Regions from separate parts of the Bos taurus genome. Here region 2 is linked to region 1. A link is a contact called in public Hi-C data. All regions are on one chromosome and are shown on one strand. The core of a region is the stretch at or near the end of the contact, and the rest is flanking DNA. Distances in the headings are between cores, read along the strand shown. Region 1 holds the start of ZAR1L (zygote arrest 1 like). Region 2 holds the start of FRY (FRY microtubule binding protein).

Region 1 (4,360 bases), core at 547-3,046:
GATATGTCACGCGATGACGCCATGACGCAGCACGCAGCGTATACGCCCACCGGAATCAGAGTCTGGCTGCGCCGTAAGTGCTGCCGCTTGTGGCGAGGGCTAAACCTTGTGTCATTCCGGAGTCGCTAAAGAAAGAGTCGGGATACTCGTTCTCTTCTTCCGAGCCTTCAGAGTACCAAGCCGCGCTGTTTGGAGGGACCACGCCCCATGTATACGCCCTGCCTTCCCCTCCTCCGCTCCGTCTCTCGTTTGGATGGCCGCCCCCAGCCCCGACGCGGCCTGCGGTCTGTGAAAAGTCTTTGTTCTCTACTAAGAGGGCGTCGCCCAAAGTGGGCAGACGTTAGAAAACCCCACAGTGGTCAGTCGGCACGGATAACTTCTTCCCCAACGGAGAGCTCCCTATAGAGTGGAAGGGGCTGAGATTTGAAGCCGGAGTACATTGGTTATAGACTGCGTGTTGCTGTTGGGCAGCAGAATTTCAAAAACCTCTCAGACTCTCCCGGCTTGAAAAGTTGTTAAGCCTATCTCAAGTCTCTTGTAGTTTTGGATAATACTTCCTCCTGCAGGCTTCCGTAGTATCCTTGACGTATCCTTGACGCTCCTAGGGTACCAAGCACCTGTTTTGTGCCTGACTTGCTCTTGAAACTGCCCTGGAAGACAGCAGTCTCACTCACAGAGTATGGGCTGTGGCTAGCACAAGGCTTAATTCAGGTGTTTATCGTAGGACCTAGAAAGCTTTCAACTGGATTCTGAAGGTGATAGTGGCTCATAGGGCTTGCTACTATACAAAAGCTCCTGACCAATGAACAGTGAAAGCAACTTTGGATTCGAAAAAGGGTGCCATTTACTTGGTACCTGAGGTGTCATTTTAGTTTGATCATAATCCTTGGCTGTAGACACCTTTCCAATACACATAGATACAAAAGCATGTGATCATCTAGGTCTAAATAGCACAGATACCCAGGCCTGTGATCTTTAGCCAATAACAGCTACCTCTTAATGAGCATCTGTGAGTTATTCTTTATGCTTTATAAGTAATATCACATTTAACCTTATGATAATCTTATAAATTTTTTAGTATTGTCAGATGGGGAAACTGAAACATCCAGTTGATTTATAAATAATATCACATTTAACCTTATGATAATCTTATAAATTTTTTAGTATTGTCAGATGGGAAAACTGAATCATCCAGTTGAGTAAGTTGTCTAGTAAACAAGGCCCAGGTGGACAGAGGGGTCCATGGGGTTGCAAAGAGTGGAACACTACTGAAGCGATTTAGCATGCAGCATGCAAGTTTCTGTTCAAGTCTTTTACTTAAGATACTTAACTATCCTGTGATTAAGTCTGCATTTAACCTCTAAGAACAGTTTGCTTCTGAAATTTCCCCTTTTGGGGAGAATTCTCACTAGAGTGGACTAATGAGACCGGTTGGCATGTTATACAACCCTCTGAAATATATTTTTTTGCTAAGTACGCTGTCCCCCCAACCCCCATAACTATGCTTCTTGCTGCTGCAGAACCAGGTTTTTTACATTTATGTGTCCTGCCATAATTCTGTCTTCTTTATGCTCACTCTAATAGTGCAGCAGCTCAAATTTTGCTGCTTGTATTCAATCTTTTTTATTTTTAAAACACAGTCTCTGAAATTGTAAGTCAGTATAAGAATAAATTGGAGCTTCCCGGGTAGCTCAAATGGTAAAGAATCTGCCTGCAATGCAGGAGACCTGGGTTTGATCCATGGGTTGGGAAGAAGGGCATGGCAACCCACTCCAGTATTCTTGCCTGTAGAATCCCATGGACAGAGGGGCCTGGTGGGTTGCAGTTCATAGGATCACCAAGAGTCGGATGACTGAAGCGACTATGCATGCATAGGAATAAATTAGAATTTGCTAATTAAGGCATGTGTGTGAATAAGAAGTTAAATGAAAAACAGCTTTGAAAAAAAAAGATTCAAGAGCAGTGAATTGAAGAGAAACAGAGATCCCAATTAGGGATCAGGTGGCAATTAGGCCTCTCTAGGTAGGGATATCGCCTTCCCTCCTCCAATTTGGGTAATAGGCAGCAGCACTCGTCAGAATCTGAAATAAATGGAGAAGCTCCGCAAGAGCGTGAACCAACGTGACCCGGAGAAAAAGGGGGCGGATGAAGGTGGAACACAAAACAAGGCCTGAAACAAACTGCCTCGGGATATTGCGCTGCGCGTGGGCGCCAGGTGGTAGGATGGAGCGCATCTTCTGTGTTCCCTACAGCTTGTACCCGGGCTATGGGAACATGCTACGTTTGGGCCAGTCTGGACTCTCAGAGCCCAGACAACCGCACTGGAGGCAAACCAATGTTCCCCCCACTTTCCTGGCCAGGCCCAGGCTGCTGATGCCCTCCAATGCCTCCGACTGCTGCGTGGACCCTTACAAGAGAGCCCAGCTCATGGCCGTTTTCTCCCATATGAACCCTGGCCTGAGCCTGCGGCTGCGCAAGGCCAACACCAAGGATGTGGGCGTGCAGGTGAGCCTCCGGGTGGGCAAGTCCGTGCAGTGCTCTCTGGGGCCTCGCACCCTGGACAGCCTCTCCCCCTGGGCCAGCGCAGGCCACAGGGCACCCGCATCTGCATGGGGCGTCTCTTCGTCGGTGCCCGGCCACTGGGGTGAGGTGCGACTGCGGGAGGAGCTCTCGGATCCTCCCGAGGCTGGCCAGCCGCCCCCGCCACTACCACCACCATCACCACCACCAAGGTCGGAAGAGGATCCCCCCGAGGAACTTCAGCCACGTGAGGAGCTGGTGGAGGAAGACTCCTCGAGTCCTCGGGAGAGGAAGAGCAAGCCGGCCCCGGTAGACTCCAGCCAGCCGCTTGGGAGGCCCAACTTCCAGGTGAGCTTTCTCTCCCCTAGCCTTAGCCTTCTTTTTTTCCCCTGCCATTTCTGGCTCCATGAGAGCAGAATCTTATTGCGCTTCCTCCCTTTATTTGATAAAGGAGAGAGGAAGTTCTGAAAACATGTATTTTACATGTCCTGTGTGGGTTTTTAAAATTTATTGATTCGACTGCTTTGGGTCTGACTGGCGGCACGCGGGATCGTTCCTTGCAGCGCGCCTGCTTTGCTCTAGTTGCGACTCTTGCTCTAGAGCCCCTGGCTCAGTAGTTTCGAATGTGGGATTCTTAGTTTCCAACTAGGGGTCCAACCCACCTCCCCGTATTGGAAAGCAAATTCTTAACCACTGGACCACTAGGGAAGTCCCTGTGTTTTTGCTTTGTTTCTTTAGCTTTTTGGTAAAATAAGAAGCCAACTTTAAGCCTGTGAAACCCCAAAGTTTGGGAACCATAGCTGTTGCAAATGAGGCAAAAGAGGGGTTTTGGGTTTGTGATCAGATCTTCATTTTGTGCAGCTGGTGCTCATGGCCTTGGGGAAAACAGATTGGAAAAGCCTGAGAGAAGCTAGAAGGGTCCCAGAGTAATCAGTCCTTGACAGCTGAGTTCATGTACTGACCTTGAGAATAGCTATGAGTGAGGTTAAGGAAGCTTCCTGTTTTTTACTTATACAAAACCACAAGGATAGCAGGATCTGGCTTTTTATCCTCCTCCTTCCTTCACCCCTCAGGGCTTCCGTTGTGTGGCTTAGTTGGTAAAGAATCCGCCCGCAATGCGGGAGACCTGGGTTTGATCCCTGGGTTGGGAACATCCCCTGTAAAAGGGAAAGGCTACCCACTCCAGTATTCTGGCCTGGAGAATTCCATGGACTGTATACAGCCTATGGGATCACAAAGAGTTGGACACGACTGAATGACTTCTCACTTTCACTTTTGACCCCTCAAGATAGTATTTTTCCTCCTTATTTGCAGTTTTTAGAACCCAAATATGGCTATTTTCACTGTAAAGATTGTAAGACCAGATGGGAGAGTGCTTATGTGTGGTGCATCTCTGGAACTAATAAGGTAAGTGAAAGTGAGTGGGAAGTGGGAGAATGGGGTGGGCATGGATGTTAAACGGAGGAAGACTGTGTGTTTTAATGGAATGTGACCATAACTCAGCCTTAGTGCCAAGGACATAGTAGGTGCCAAGCAAAGGCTTGGACTGAACGAAATTGGGCTGTCCACAAGAGCTTGAGCTCCTGAACCACATCCTGGTGTTAAATTTGGTTTGGTAGTTGCATTGGACAAAATGTTACCTTATTTAGATGAACTCTTGACCTTGTATACATTGGGATTTGTTATAATTTTTTTTTAAATTGGGGTATATTAATAGTTGCCTTACAGTGTTGTTAGCGTCTGCTGTACAACCAAGTTAATTAGATGTGTGTATACATATATCCTCTCCCTCTTGGACCTCCCTCCTATCCCACCCCCAGTCCGGCCCATCTAGGTCACT
Region 2 (4,368 bases), core at 1,118-3,617, 330 kb after region 1:
ACCTTGGAAAGCAGTCAGACGTAGTTATAGAGTTTGTTTTATTGGTTTTTAATTGTCACACTTTCATAAATAAACCCCACTGCATAATTAGAGGCCTGATTCTCCATTCTGGGTGGGGGGGCCCTCACCTCTCAAACCTGTGATGCTGCGCCAATGGGCCGCCCACCCCAAGGTGCATCTTCTCAGCCTTGGGGCCCTGAGCAGGCTGAGCTCCCTAAAGCTTCTGTTTTTCACTTTGTCTTCCACACAGACAAATTCCTTTCTCTCTCTCTTTTCTTTTTTGGCCACTGAAAGCATTTAAAGCTGAGAGCTACAGTGTTGCACCAAGCTTAAAGAAGACTCAGCCTAAGGTGCATTTCCACTTCCTCTTTTAAGAAAGAACTGACAGACAGTCTGACCTCCCCCCAAAGGCACACTAGAGAAATTACCAAATTCACTCTTGTGCAAGAAGCAAATTAAGATTGAGGGTGAATGCTGTGTCTTAGTCACCTCTGTAGCTCCACAGCCTGGCATGTAGTAGGTCTGGAGTAAACATTTGCTGAATGAATGAAATAATTCAAATCTGTGTCCCAGAAACTCTCAAAGTAGAAATGAAGAGTCATTCTGAACCATCTCCTGATGTGAGCGCAGGGTGGGGGAACGGAGAGAGTTTAGGAAGGGGGCAGAGAATATAAGCTTTGTCTAGAATAATCTGAAAATAGACAAGCGGAGAAAGGTTTTAAAAAAATCCCACTGGCCTCAGGATTGTCCCAACATAATTTTCTATCTAATGAGGCAATGACAGAAATTGACAGAAGAAAATAATCTGGTCTTAACACGCTCAAAATAATGATTCAGTATCACTGAATTTGAAATCACGGATTTCAAACTCACAGTAAGTCTTTCCAGAAATTGGAAAACTGCATAAAGAACCTTGTATGTCCAATTCTTGTCACTAATCAAAGGGGGGAATAGACAAAAGAAGATTCATCCTTATGTGTGAAGTATTAACACAAATAATGAATCCAAGATAAATGAATTATGATTGTAACAAAGGAATGTTGTTGGGGTGACAGTATTACTCCCAAATGGCTTCCCACTTGTAGAAAAACAGCTTCAGACAAGCCCCTTGGTGTATACAGTGGCGCAAAATGACCTGGAAAAGATGGTTTCTATGGATAGCATAAGATGCATATCCCTGAACACCTTCCTGCCGAAGGTACTCTGTCTCTTTTTTCAAAGCAATTAAGTCACAGGTTTTCCTGCCCCTGTTTTGTTTACATACAAACAATCTTGTCCACAGGTCATTTGTGCAGGAGATAATTAATCACCAGCTCTTGGACCTGCAGGTAGGTTAATTAGCATGCACGCAATACAACATAAAATTTTTCTTGGAAAAAAAAAATTTTTTTTAATTTCAAACAATTCAGGACCTGTAATACCAGCCAGTCTTTTAATCCAAAGCAAGTACAAAGGCTGATCAGTGAGATAGAGAAGACTTTGTTTTTAAACTGTTCAGAAAATGCAAGGCATCACTGATCACCTGAAGGCCTCATTTTAATTTGATTCCAGATCCATGATGCCTTAGAGGTTGTCTTTTTGAAAGATCTTCCTGTTAAAAGCTTTAAGTAGGTCAGAACCCTAACTTCAGAAGCCATAACATTCTGATATTCTAATAAATGATTTTACGGTCAGCAACTCACTTGTTTATGTTTCAGAAAAGCACATTATCTGGACTACGACGAACATCAGGATTTTTTTAAATTCAAGTATTAAGTACTATTATATTAACATTATATACTAGTATAATTCTGAACACCAACCAATGGACAAGGAAGAGACAAAATAAATCTGCAAGTGCCTCTATATTAAAAAAAGATGAGCCAGGTTTTGGACCATTAAGTACTTTTTATTTCTTTAGACAATACCCTAATAAAACAATTATGAAGTACTCTGAAGCCCTGCCACACCCCTTTGACACTTCATGAAATCATTTCGATAAAACCTGAGCACATTAAACACACACCAAGCAGGAAATGCAGCCTGGAATACCCCGTCCTGCCCTCACCAAGAGTCTGAAGGGCCATCTCACTTGAAAATTTAATCAAACCACATCTACCGTAATTCCACCACAGCCTCTGCACTTCAGGAAGGCTAGTTCAGTCTCTGACATTTTGATTTTCATAGCAGATGGAAGCGGAAAAAAAAGAAAAAACTTCCTGGGCTCACAAGCCTATGCTTTTCGCTTGAGGCTTTTATTGCTCAGATCTTACGCAACACCCAGCAAACAAACAAAAAAGGTTATTTTCTGTTACTCACTATTACTCCAGGATTTCAGTAAATATTTGATACTGATCTCGAAGAAGCCGGAATCCTGCTGGCTGGCCATGTCGGCGGCATACAAAGAGCCTGTTCCCGGGGCTGGACCGTGAGCCGCACGGAGCAGGTACCGGGCGTGGGAGGGATGCGCTGGTCACAGGTTCGTGATGTAAGCGGGGTCAGCGGCTGGGAGGCTGGCTCTGCGGGTCCACCTCCGGCGAGTCCTCATGAGAAGGACGCGGCGGAGCGGGAGAGGGATGCTCGGCCGCTCCTCCTCCCGGTCCAGGACTGGCTGCCTATTCGCCGGGTGCGGATCTCTAGCCCTGGGAGGCGTCTGCCAGTGCCAGCGACGCCGGCCGCCGGTCGCCCACACGCTTGGCCCGGCAGGTACGGGGCCAAGGAAGTCCCACCTGCACGGGGTGAGCGTGGGGGGGGGGGTGCCCCACGGCACCCCAGCACGCAGGGCTGGGGATGCGCCAGGAGGGATGGGCCAGGAGGGATGCGCCGGGAGGGTCCCCCCTACCCCCGCCCCCACAGTCCGGGCCCCGACTCAGCCGTGGGAAAAACCTCCCAGCTCCTGCGGATCCTCGCCGGTCAGCCCCGCTCCGGGTGAGCTGCTCCCCGCCCCCCGGAGGGTGCACCGGCCGCGCTCCCCCACCCGCGTCCGTCCCCGGAATCCACACAGCTACGGCGGCCCAGTGGCACCCCTGGATCTGGTGGTGGATCTGAAAAGCGTCCTCCGTCCGCCCCTCCGCAAGAGGAGAGCTTGATAACAACAGGATGTCGGCCGGGGCTTTTCCCTCCCCTCCTTTCTGTGCTGCTCCCTCCCAGAAATGCTGACATTTTTGAGGGGTACCCACCCCCTACCAACGTGTGCATCCGAAGGGGACAGTACCAGCCACGAAAGCTCGTCGTGTACAGAACGCCAGGCTCCACAATGCATCCGGCTAGCCTGTGTATTCTAAAAATCCCCGAGCCCAATAAAGCTTATTTTTTATTTGTATTAAAAAGATAAGCAAAGGCGCTGTATTCCTGGCTACACAATGGCTTTTTTCCTCCATGAAATCTTGGTATCAGGTGTCCTGACTTCAGTTAGCGTGGTTTCATGTTGTTATTTAGCTTGGCTAGAGGATTGGAGTCAATACTTTAATCTTCACAGGCTACGTTTGTGCAGGTGGGATTTGGCTAAACATCCTATAAACCACGAATCCTACCCCCATCCCCAGTTCATTTATGATCAACATATTGCAATGGGACTGATAAACTATGCTAATAATTATTTCACAAAATAATCTGAGCGCCCCTCCCCTGACTCAAAGTCAACCCGGATTAACTGTTCATTTGACAAATGGCAGGGAGAGAGTATACTTTCTCTAAGACTGAGAATTTTAAACATTTTAACAGGAAGGAGAACCTTTAGGACTGTGTCCTGAAATGCCCCAAGACACTATCAATACAATCAGCTTTCTCTTCAAACTCCTTACACAAAAGGCAAGAACCCCACCAAGAATTCCAACCATTCATCAGTACTGTCTTAAAGTGTCCTCAGACCGACAGAGTTTTCATTTACATGCTTACCAGAGTTAATGAGCTAATTTCGTTTTATCACCTGTATTTTGAATATGTAGATTCTAGGTGAAACAGGACCCAAAGGATTTACGGAATTGGTTGTTACATTTGAGAACAAAAACTAATATCCATGCCCCCCTTTCTGGTGCCTCCCCCACTATGGACGGCAGTAATGAACAGGAAAGCTTCAGGGTGCCTTGGAGTTAATGAACACAAAGCCCCTCAAAACTCTTCAGAACTTTCTAGCTATAAGATCTAAGGCAAGCTATTAACCTCACTAAACCTTAATTTCCTCATCTGTAAAGTGGGGATTATAGTGGTACTGATCTCATTGACTTGCTGGAAGGATTAAATGACATTATGAAAGTGTTCAGCATAGTGCCTTACATAGAGTAAACAATTAAATTTTGTTACCTTGACATTTATTATGAACTCTTAGGGACTCTAGAATCGAACTTTTAAATTTAGGTTAAATACATTTTTGGTACCATTTAAGGTCTA

What was found. Hi-C and Micro-C count contacts between places; a contact is called where the count stands out from the background.
Region 2: a Hi-C map of liver shows a contact between it and region 1, with 2.0 times the contacts expected there. The contact joins the promoter of FRY here to the promoter of ZAR1L in region 1. A contact is called at or near these places in 2 of 11 Hi-C or Micro-C datasets (liver and skin fibroblasts).

The regions. Positions count from the first base shown.
Region 1 is chr12:28,668,680-28,673,039 of ARS-UCD2.0, forward strand. It overlaps ZAR1L (zygote arrest 1 like), which reads left to right and starts at 1,797. Exons shown (of 4, transcript NM_001127440.1): 1 at 1,797-2,868; 2 at 3,835-3,927. The coding sequence starts at 2,146.
Region 2 is chr12:28,994,907-28,999,274 of ARS-UCD2.0, forward strand. FRY (FRY microtubule binding protein) reads right to left here and starts at 2,368. Exons shown (of 61, transcript NM_001205616.1): 1 at 2,299-2,368. The coding sequence starts at 2,368.